2 separate regions of the Mus musculus genome follow, and region 1 is linked to region 2. A link is a contact called in public Hi-C data. All regions are on one chromosome and are shown on one strand. Each heading gives the region's core, a stretch centred on a gene start, on an enhancer-like site or on the middle of the called end of the contact. The rest is flanking DNA. Distances are from core to core; before and after follow the strand shown. Region 1 has its middle 3.4 kb from the start of Gm28175. Region 2 has its middle 91 kb from the start of 4930448I06Rik.

Region 1 (4,801 bases), core at 701-3,200, 980 kb after region 2:
ATCTATGGCACCATTGACCAACAATTCCAAAAGAAGTGTCCAATCCTGACACTCAGCTGTTAATTTCTTAGTCTTTGGTGTCTAGTAGGGATACTATTAGCCTCCTTTTATAGAAATTCTACTTTAATTCATTTTATGTGTGTGTATTCTACTACTAGAAAAGCTTATGTGTGTGTGCTTGTATGTGTGTGTGCATGTATGTGTGTGTGTGTGTGTGTGTGTGTGTGTGTGCATGTGTAATAGATGTTGGTTTCCTTATGACTTCAAATATGTGGAAGTTTTATTTTCATGGTTGAAGAAATAAAACTGTCCTAGAACATTATGCCATTTCATAGCTCTATCTGTTTATTTTATAATTTCATGCTTTCTTTTCGTCTTCCAGTCATACTCGTTGCAATGCTACTGCTATCCTCAGTGAGACAGGGTGATGCTATAAGCTGTTAATCAGGACATGTCCAAGAATTCTGGATTCTGCCAGGGATAAATGGTCCACTGGATGATCTTCTCCACAAGCAGACAGCAGAGACTTGACAGCCGTTAATAAGTAACCAAGTCCAAGCTACCCAGCTGAGGTGGTTAGAAGATGTTTGAAATCCACACTGTCATTTCTTCTTGCCACAGACCTTGCAAAGGTTATTTATACAAACAAACAACAACAATAACAATAACTACTACAACAAAACCTTTGTCTTGGGAAATGGCTCAGTGGGTAGAAGGTTTGCCATGAAATCTTGGGGACCTGAATTCAGATCCTGGTACCCTGGTAAACCTGGGGGTGGCAGTGCGCATTTATAATCCTCGTTCTGCTTCAGTGAGATAAGACTTGGATATTGGAGAATCCTGGAAGTTCACAAACTGGCTAACCTCTGGCCATTGGTCCTTTGCTCCAGGAACTGAGCTCCTGTTTTCAGACTTATCTCATCTGGTACGCACTGGTCCATCTTTCTGGCTCTCTGATTTTGTTCTTTTTTTTTTTTTTAATTTCTAAACCCATGCTTTATTTTAATATACAGCAATATAACTCACATTTTAAGTAACTCTATGTTAGAATGATTAACTTTTGTTTTGATTTGCTTTTTTCAAGACATGGTTTCTCTGTATGTAATCCTAGCTGTCCTGGACTCAGGAGTCCGGCCTCAAACTCACAGAGATCTGCCTGTCTCTGCCTCCTAAGTGCTGGGACTAAAGACATGCACCACCACTGCCTGGCTGATACAACGGGTCGATACACTTTTAAACAGAAGAAGAAAGAGGGTGGGAGAATTATCAGATTATGTACCTCTCCAACTCCTCCCCCCAAAAATTGTTAAATCAATCTTTCTAAATGGATCAGTGCCACGTATGCATATCAGGACTATTGGTCAATGGAATTAAATTTTTTTAAATTTCATTCTTAAAACAACAACAACAAAACATGATTCTGCAGTTTCAAGTTTCTTTATTATCTTATATCTTCCTTTGAATTTTGTTCCCATGGAATTCCAGGAGCAGAAGTCACAGGTGGAGGATGGGGTACCAGAGTGGAGGGACTCCTCAGAAGGCCACCCTGCCCGACCACACTCCCAAGTACAACTTGAGGGCTCAGAGACTCTCCGGGTCTCAGCCCACTGCTTTAACCCTAAATCACCTCACATTGTATCTGTGAGCATTTTAATTGATGAAGAACATGGGAGAAGTCTCCAAGGAATTTAAATTTGCCATTCAGAGAACAAAGATCCCACTTCTTCCCTTCCCTTCCGTGTCTTTCATGAGGTCTCTGCATTCTAAAGCAGTTAGGATTTAGTTACACAGTCTGTCTTTTCTCCAAAGCATATAAGTGTAAGTTTTAAAAATAGTTTGGATCAAAAACATTTCTTGTAAGTGAAGAAACTGAGGTAGGGAGTGACTAAGCAGTTTTCTTGGGACACTCATGACTAAGCACAGGCTCACACGGCCTTTGGGATTTAATTTATTCCAGAGAAGGGCCAAGTTCCAGACTATGCAACTTGCACATGAAAAAGCCACCCAAACAAGACTACTTTCCTGAATTTTAAATAGAAGACTTAAATTGCTCACAAGTAAGCACAAATTTCCCAAGTTTGACTGTGTAAGATCCTTCAGAACAGGCACAAAATGGACAGAAAACGAAGAGAATGGGAAAACAGGCGCACACACACAGAAAAACCTCACTTTTTAATAATATTAATGTTACATCGTATAATGCTTTGTACATACTGCAAGATGAAGTAATCTTTACCTTCTATATATAGTTCTTAAGCATTGTTACCAATAATTAATGAAAACATAATTCAACACATATATTTTCCTTCTGAAAATTCTAAGATCAATCATATAATGTAAAATAGATGTAATCCAGACTTAACCCACAAGCCTTAAATTTTATTCCCTACTTACCACTGATCTGATCAAACAAATCCTAATGAGTTTGTTACATAGTAGCATTGTACATTTAAGTGGGAATGATGGCTCAGTTATATTTTAAATTCTAGGTTGTCCCTTGCCAACAGAAACATAAGCAATGTTTTACTAGGATACTTGAAGGGTCCCAAAGATGTGGCCTCAGCAACACAGATCCCAGGGACTGTCAGAAAGCTAGCACGCATGGAAATAAGTCAGTGGTTGGAAGGAAAAAAAGTTTGGAAACTACAGACTCAGCCAGGTGAGCAAAGACACAAGATGAAAGAAAAGAGTCCCCAGCATGAAGGAAGGGTCGAAAGCTCTTCATGGAAGGAAGGCACCGCATCTGCAACTTGTGAAGGGCTGCAAGCTAGACAGACGGTCTTCTAATGAGCCAGACGTGGGGAGAGTACAGGGAGGCTCCTACTAGCAAAGAAGCTGGAGCGGCACTGCCATGGTGCTCTCTAGATATCAGAGTATACGGGTCACGGTGCGTTTTTAATTTTTATATTGAGCTTTACATACATGGGGGTATGCTTGTGCAACTGCAGCAAATCCAACTGAAAACAGCTTTGGATGTTTATGTAAAGAGGGAAAAGATTCAAAGTTTCAAGGACTTTTTAATTGTTCCCCACTGGCAGTTACTATTTACCTACAAGGGGAGTTTTCTTTCTGGTGCCTACATTGTTATGACCTAATAGATGTGATTTTATATTCTCAGTGTTGGTTCATAAACAATAACATAGTTATATATTTTTAAGTTTTCTGAAATAGAAATTCAGCACTATGAAAAAGACAAAGAGTCTTCAAAGCATAGAAATAAAGGTAGCCAAACTGGGACAAACGAACTGAATGCATACAAAAGAGACTCTGTAATTGGGGTTCTACTATGCCTTCTCCCCCAACTTAAGAGAAGAAATAAAAAATGGTTTTCGAGCACTGGCCTATCTATACATTAAAAATTGTCAAGGTTTAACACAATTTTATACTATATGATGGCTTGAGAGGAAGTGGATATATGCATTCATTTCCCCAAATATATCACTGAAGGCAGTATTAGCAATGGAAAGATTCTCGACCAAGAATTATTTCTTTCTAGAAAAAATATGGATGAATTAACACCATAAGCTTGAAGTGGTAATTTTATGTTAATCATTTCTACATTTCAGAAGGCATCAATACTTTGGGGCATTGAGTGTATGCTCAAGTGTATGTGCATTTGTGAGTGAGTGTGTGTGTGTGTGTGTGTGTGTGTGACAGAGAGAGAGAGAGAGAGAGAGAGAGAGAGAGCATTGTGTGTGTATATGTGTGCACTCCCATGTGTGTGTACGCACATAAATGCTCTTTGTGTGTCTGCTTCTCATACGCAGGCAGGGTTCATCTTAGCAAATTCCAAAGGAAGAATTAAATGTTCTTGACATTCCATCTAATAGACAGTGGGTGGCATCATCTTAAGCAGCACATGATGGAGGTTTGAATTTGGCAGTATTTTCGTTATTTGGGCTACAAACTCTACCCAAATTTGAAGGACTTTCTACATTAGTAATTAATAGGGCCCCATTATGCTAACTATCATCCAACTTAGGACATCTTACAGGAAAGATAAGAGATGAATAATTTGAAGTAATTTTCTTGTAATCATGCCAATCACTTGAGCAAAGTAGTTATTAAAGGAAACGGTACTATGATGAATTATAGGACATCTCACATTGAATACCTTTCTTATCAGCTACTTATAGTCTCTGATGCTTGAAAAAGGGCAAACAAGTAGATGCCTGTTCCGAATAACACTCCTGTTATTGTAAATAGAGGTTTGTTTAGTAAACCCTGCATTCTAATGAGGCATGAAAGGCATCCTTTACCTTCCTTCTGCCCATCTCTGAGCAGAGCCGAAGTTCACAGGCTTTGCTCTCCCTTGGAAAGGAAGCAGATGAAGCTCGAATCACCTTTGATGACAAGAAGCCCTTCCAGTTCAGATCTGCTGAAGTGATTAGACATTATTTATCTAATTAAATGTTCAAAACACATCATTATTGAAAGGAATAAATTTAGTACATTTGTTGAGCGGTGTTAACTGAAATGTAACTGCACATCATTTGACTTTTTAACATTTTATTATATCTATTAAGTCTTTCTGTGCTTAATTAAATCAACTTATTTTTTACAGTTAATTTAATGTGATTTCATTTTCGTTACGGAGTCTGAATCAGATATTACAGAGAAAGCCAACTGTATACACAAATTAAGCTTTGACTCCTCAGGTGTTCTCCTGCGTCTCATTCAAGTTTGCTATCTCAGAATGCGCACCATGATTTCGAATAGATGTTATTTTTTACACAGAGGAAGGCTCTTTCCTGATCTTTGGTATTATTTTTGAAATGCAGCTGTTTCTTTAAGAGTAGAG
Region 2 (4,874 bases), core at 488-2,987:
TCTTTAAAACTATTGCATATATTACAAGTGAAAATTTTCTCAGGGAAACTGCACTGAGGAAGGGGAAACAGTATGTATCCTGCCCAATGCAGTATAGCTTCAAAGGTTATCAGCAAGCTTCACTTTCAAAACATTTGTGCTTGTATTTCAGGTGCTGGAATACACTTCACGCAGTGTAATAAGGGGTCACACCAGACTTAATGAAAAGTTCCATGGCATTCGTGTATAATAAGTCCCTAATTAAAGGCGTGGTTAAGCCAACAGCACGGATATTGTCTTTTACATTAATATCTATTATTCTTCTTTAGCCTTCTCTGGGAGCCTCTTCAATGGACAGATGCCTGGAGGGGAGACTAAGGAATCGCTCAGCTGGTGGCTGGCACTGGCCTTGAAGAAGGCTAGTGAGGAACACTTTGTGGTCTTTCAGGGTCTCCGCACCAGCTATCAGCAGCTATGGGTGCTGAAGAGACCTTGTCACTTCATCCGAAGGGATTTACTTGGTCAGAAGGAAAAATTAAATACAAAGCATGCAGCTAAGAAGCCAGTGAAAAGGATTATGAACATACAAGAGCACATGTGTATGGGACACTAAGACATCTTTAGGAAATTTCAGATCCCCAAAGCTAGGATTACTGGCAGGAGCAGGGTAGTGGGCCCATGCCTGGGCCTTTACCATGAGTGTTATTAACTTCAAACTATTCAGTTTGGCTTTATGGGTCTTTTATCAAGGCCACTTAAAAACGAAAAGAAAAACGGGAAAAGAAAGGCAAAGAAAGATTCCCATCCGTTCAATGCAGTTACACACACACACACACACACACACACACACACACACACACACACACCACTAGTACATAAACACATGTGTGCATATTCACTGCCTCCTAGGTCCACTGCCCAATTTTCTACCCAGGTTCAAGTTCACAAACAGAATGAAGTTCAGAAACAGTCTGTCTAAAGGTAGTGAAGGAGAATCAAACACAGCATTTTGGACCTGCCAGTCTTGCAGGGCAGAGGGCTCCTCCATCATTGAACTGTCCCCTGATGCTTGGCAGTGAGCCTATAGGCGGCTAGCCACGTTTGCCTGGGTGATGGACCACACCAAGGTAAACAGTTCCCACCTGAGTGCTGTGGGAGAGGAAAGAGCTAAGCAGATTGAATGACAGGAGACTGATAGGGGACAGGCCATCTATTTAACAAGAAACAAAAGCACAGTTCAAGTGCAGGCAGTCGATGTGAAAATGCTGTTTCCTTACTCCAACTGGTAACCACTGCCCCAGCCTAGTCATGACAGCGGCAGGTGTCCTGGCCAAAGCTTGTCCTTTGCAGGGAACGCATGGGGCCTCTGTACTATCCTGTTAATTCCAGTAACACAGAGGACAGGGCAGGTAGCTCTGCACTGAAGACAGAATTCTGGCTCAGGGACAGGATTGTGCTCTTTAGCCTGCTTTAGCCTCAAGACAAGGGGCCAGATAATAATAAATGTCAGAGCAGAAGACAGTTTGCAGTAGTAATAAAAACAACCAGATACGATTCACAAGGGAGCCATTCATAGATGGGAGGAAAACCTCCACTCCCAGCCATAGTGATGGAGAAATGAGATCTAAATTAAAGTTGCTTCCTGTAGGTTTGGGAGAAGTTAGTCAGAAGCCATCGTTAGAAGCAGGAAGCAAAGCTGGCTAGAGTGAGACATCATCGGAAGAGTCCGCCTTTAGATGTCACTACAGCATCAGGGCTTCACTTGCCAAACTCCCGAGAAGGCTCAGAGGATGGACACCAGCCCATGTATTCCATAGACAGTCCCACTATTCTCCAAATTTCTTCAGAGAACCTAAGTGTTCTGGAAAAGCTGATTAGGGAGCAGCTAGACTCAGCCTGAGTCCCAGGCTACCTCCCACAGTCACCTCTTTTTCTGCCTCAGTGACAGGTCCCTAACAAGAATAGAGAGCAACAAATGCAAATGAGCTGAGCCCTCCTCCCATCAGAGGAGGAGGGACTGAGAGGAAGGAGGGAGAAAAGGAGGAGGGAGAGAAGGAGGAGGGGGAAGGGGGAGAGAAGAGGGAGGGGGAGGAGGGAGAGGAGGTGGAGGAGGGGGAGAACTTTACTGTGCTAGTTGCATAGTTCATACCTTCTGTTCTCAGAGGGCTACTGTAACACATCTTTTACTCATTCTTGTTTTGGAAAGTACATTTGTTTTCTGTTTGTTTGTTGTTTGTTTTGCTTTGCTTTCACCCTAGACAGATAAACCCTCAAATGGGTAGACTCAATAGATCCATAGGTGGAGAGATGGATAAATAGATTTCCATATGACACTTAGGAGGGAAGAGCTGCAGTACTCCAACACCCCTGCGAGTCCAAATGGGTAATATCTGTTAAAAACTCAGAGCAATTTCTTAGTAAAATCTAAGCCAGAAGAAGTTTAACCCCCTCCTCGCACCAGCTTTCTGCCTCCCTTGAGAAGGCATGTCTGTCTGTGACAGTGTAACATTTGTGCTTGGATTATTTTCCCACAGGAAGGCACAGCAAATGCTCCTGATTTAAGAGCCATGTATTCAAGGAAGTCCAACTAACTATTAAACCAAAAAACTAACTCTGATAACTGGCATCCGATCTCAATTCTGGGAAAAACTTAGACAAATCAAATATCCAGCAAAAACATTACCAAATGCTGTACCTCGCAACCGCCTATACATTACTAATCAGTATTCATTTCCTGTCCTTAAAATAAACACAAAACAGATTTCTCCATTTTCCCTAAAATCAATCTTTCGCAGTATCTGTCAGTTTCTCTCTCCCAATTAGTATTCCACGTTCATTTATTTTCCTTGTGAGTTAATTTTTTTTTAAATGTATCTTGGCATGGATATTTCATTCAATACTTGTAAATGAAAATCATAGGGTAACCAGTGTTCCTTAAGACCCCCAAACTTGTAACTTGGTTAATGAATGGAGATAAATCAAAGACACCTTATTAATTATTGCTTGCCTGGTAGGGTAAGCATTAGCTTTTCACCTCACTGGGCTGGAGAACAAGATTGCCTTTGGCCATGTCCGAGGGGCTCATTAAAGCATCCCTGGGGAATGGGAAGAAATTGCTAGTATAAGGCAGTGGTCAGTTTCTCTCCCAGAACCCCACCAGGGAAAGGAAACTCTCATCAGGAAGAACTAACAAGGCTGCCTGTATTACACCTGTAATCAAACTGGCCTGGAAATGCCTGGAGACCATTGTTCTGTCTTTGCGATCTGGGAGCGTATCTGAAAATGCCGAATCCAATCCATAATTGATGTGTGTGCGCAATTATAATCCTCCAGATATACTGGAAATGCTGCAGTTCCAAGCCTCAAGGAGTGGTTACTTTAGCATGCATGGCATAAACCAAGATATCTGATATAATAAAAAAGGAAACTGTTTTGTTTCCTGCATTGGCAGCAGGGAGGTAATTGAATATATGCCTGTTTTTCTTAATGAGTGTAATTATATACAGCTTTTGACAGCTAGTAGACTTGGGGATAAGCAATATTGTACCAAAAATATATTATTCCAAGCCTTTTATATTGCATGTATCTTTGTGTGTACACACTTCCTGTTCTAGGTAAAGTGGAGTTGCTCTCCTCCATGTAAGTAGAGTGAGCCATCAGGTGTGAACGTTCCTGGGAAAGAGACATGTTCTGGCAAGTTCAGAGGAGCTGAGGATTGGGGCCTTTGAGAGATGGACTCATACTAACGTCTTAACTCCATTCACACACTCATGGTATGAAAAATGTTTGTAAAACTTTCAAAATGGCAGGTCCCCCCAGATGGTTACGTGAATGAGGGCTTCTGAGTCCAGGCCTGGAGTGGTGGGTGTTCCAGTCATAGTTCAGTCAACACTGTTTATTGATTGCTCGCTGTGGGCTGAGAGCTGGGCTAGGCCATGCTGCTGTCACAGTCTGATGTGGGGATAGAGTCAATGAAGAGGGGAGTCTGGAAATGTCACAGGTCTCTTTTGCTGAGAAGGATACTCTATTGGGCCCCTGTGCTGTTCCAGAGTACAGTGGACTGAATTCACTGGGAGAGAGAAGGCTTCCTTCTACTGTGCCACATATTGCTGGGTGGGAAAAGTTTAAGGGTGAGCATCCCCGAAGTTTCTCGCATCCAGGAGAGAACTAAAATCTCTAACTGGCAAGCGTGCTCCAGACATGGATTAAAGGATCCTGCTTATTCACCCCCAGCTGGATTGATTCTCCATCTTTTAAGTACTCCTTATTACTATAATGGAGGACAAGTCAGCATTATTATGTATTCCAAACAAAAACTCAGTATTTTCTCACTATTGAAGTATGCCACCAAAAATGTACACGTTTTGTTGAATTGCAACTTCACTTGGTAGTGAAGTCTTAAAAATGAAAGCCAAATCCTTGAATTTAAATTAATAAAATGTTTAAAACCACCCAATTAGCTAATAAACACCAGAGTAACCCCGAAGCTTGCTTAGTTTGTTGTTTGCTGGATTACTTTGATGGTATCAAACAAACCAAAACAAACAAAACTCCTAAATTTTTGCTTGAAATGAAAACTTAAGGTAATAAATAAGACAAGTTAAACAACAGAGTTTGAATGGGTAGGATAAACTGCGCTAATATAACAAATCTTTCAGGTCACATTATATTTTATATCTTTTAATTTATATATTATATATGTTTAGTTTATTTATTTTAATTGCAGGATTGAAGATGGAATGCAAGGCCGCACATATGCTAGGCAAGCACTCTACCAGCAGCCATTTTAATCTTGTAGGTTATTTTGGAAGTTCTGAATTTAAAGCATAAAATATTTCATAAGGTAGCCAAATATATCCAAACAAATGAATCTGATGGGTTTTTTTTCCAAGACA

The links. A called contact is a pair of places that touch in the nucleus more often than the background predicts.
Region 1: a Hi-C map of cortical neurons shows a contact between it and region 2, with 5 times the contacts expected there. The contact joins two enhancer-like sites. A contact is called at or near these places in 7 of 484 Hi-C or Micro-C datasets (cerebellum, cerebral cortex, cortical neurons and 3 more), 7 of 115 datasets of contacts at active chromatin or transcription factors (astrocytes, embryonic basal ganglia, embryonic forebrain and 4 more) and 1 of 9 other capture datasets (embryonic tail).

What each region holds. Positions count from the first base shown.
Region 1 is chr1:42,252,036-42,256,836 of GRCm38.p6, forward strand. No RefSeq gene overlaps it. Among named protein-coding and RNA genes, the nearest start is that of Gm28175, 3.4 kb to the right of the region's middle. Within about 2 kb of position 1,951, at least 4 of the 459 cell types and tissues checked have an H3K27ac peak or open chromatin away from gene starts, as enhancers often do. A contact at or near this core is called in cortical neurons, where this site is marked.
Region 2 is chr1:41,269,459-41,274,332 of GRCm38.p6, forward strand. No RefSeq gene overlaps it. Among named protein-coding and RNA genes, the nearest start is that of 4930448I06Rik, 91 kb to the left of the region's middle. Within about 2 kb of position 1,738, at least 19 of the 459 cell types and tissues checked have an H3K27ac peak or open chromatin away from gene starts, as enhancers often do. A contact at or near this core is called in cortical neurons, where this site is marked.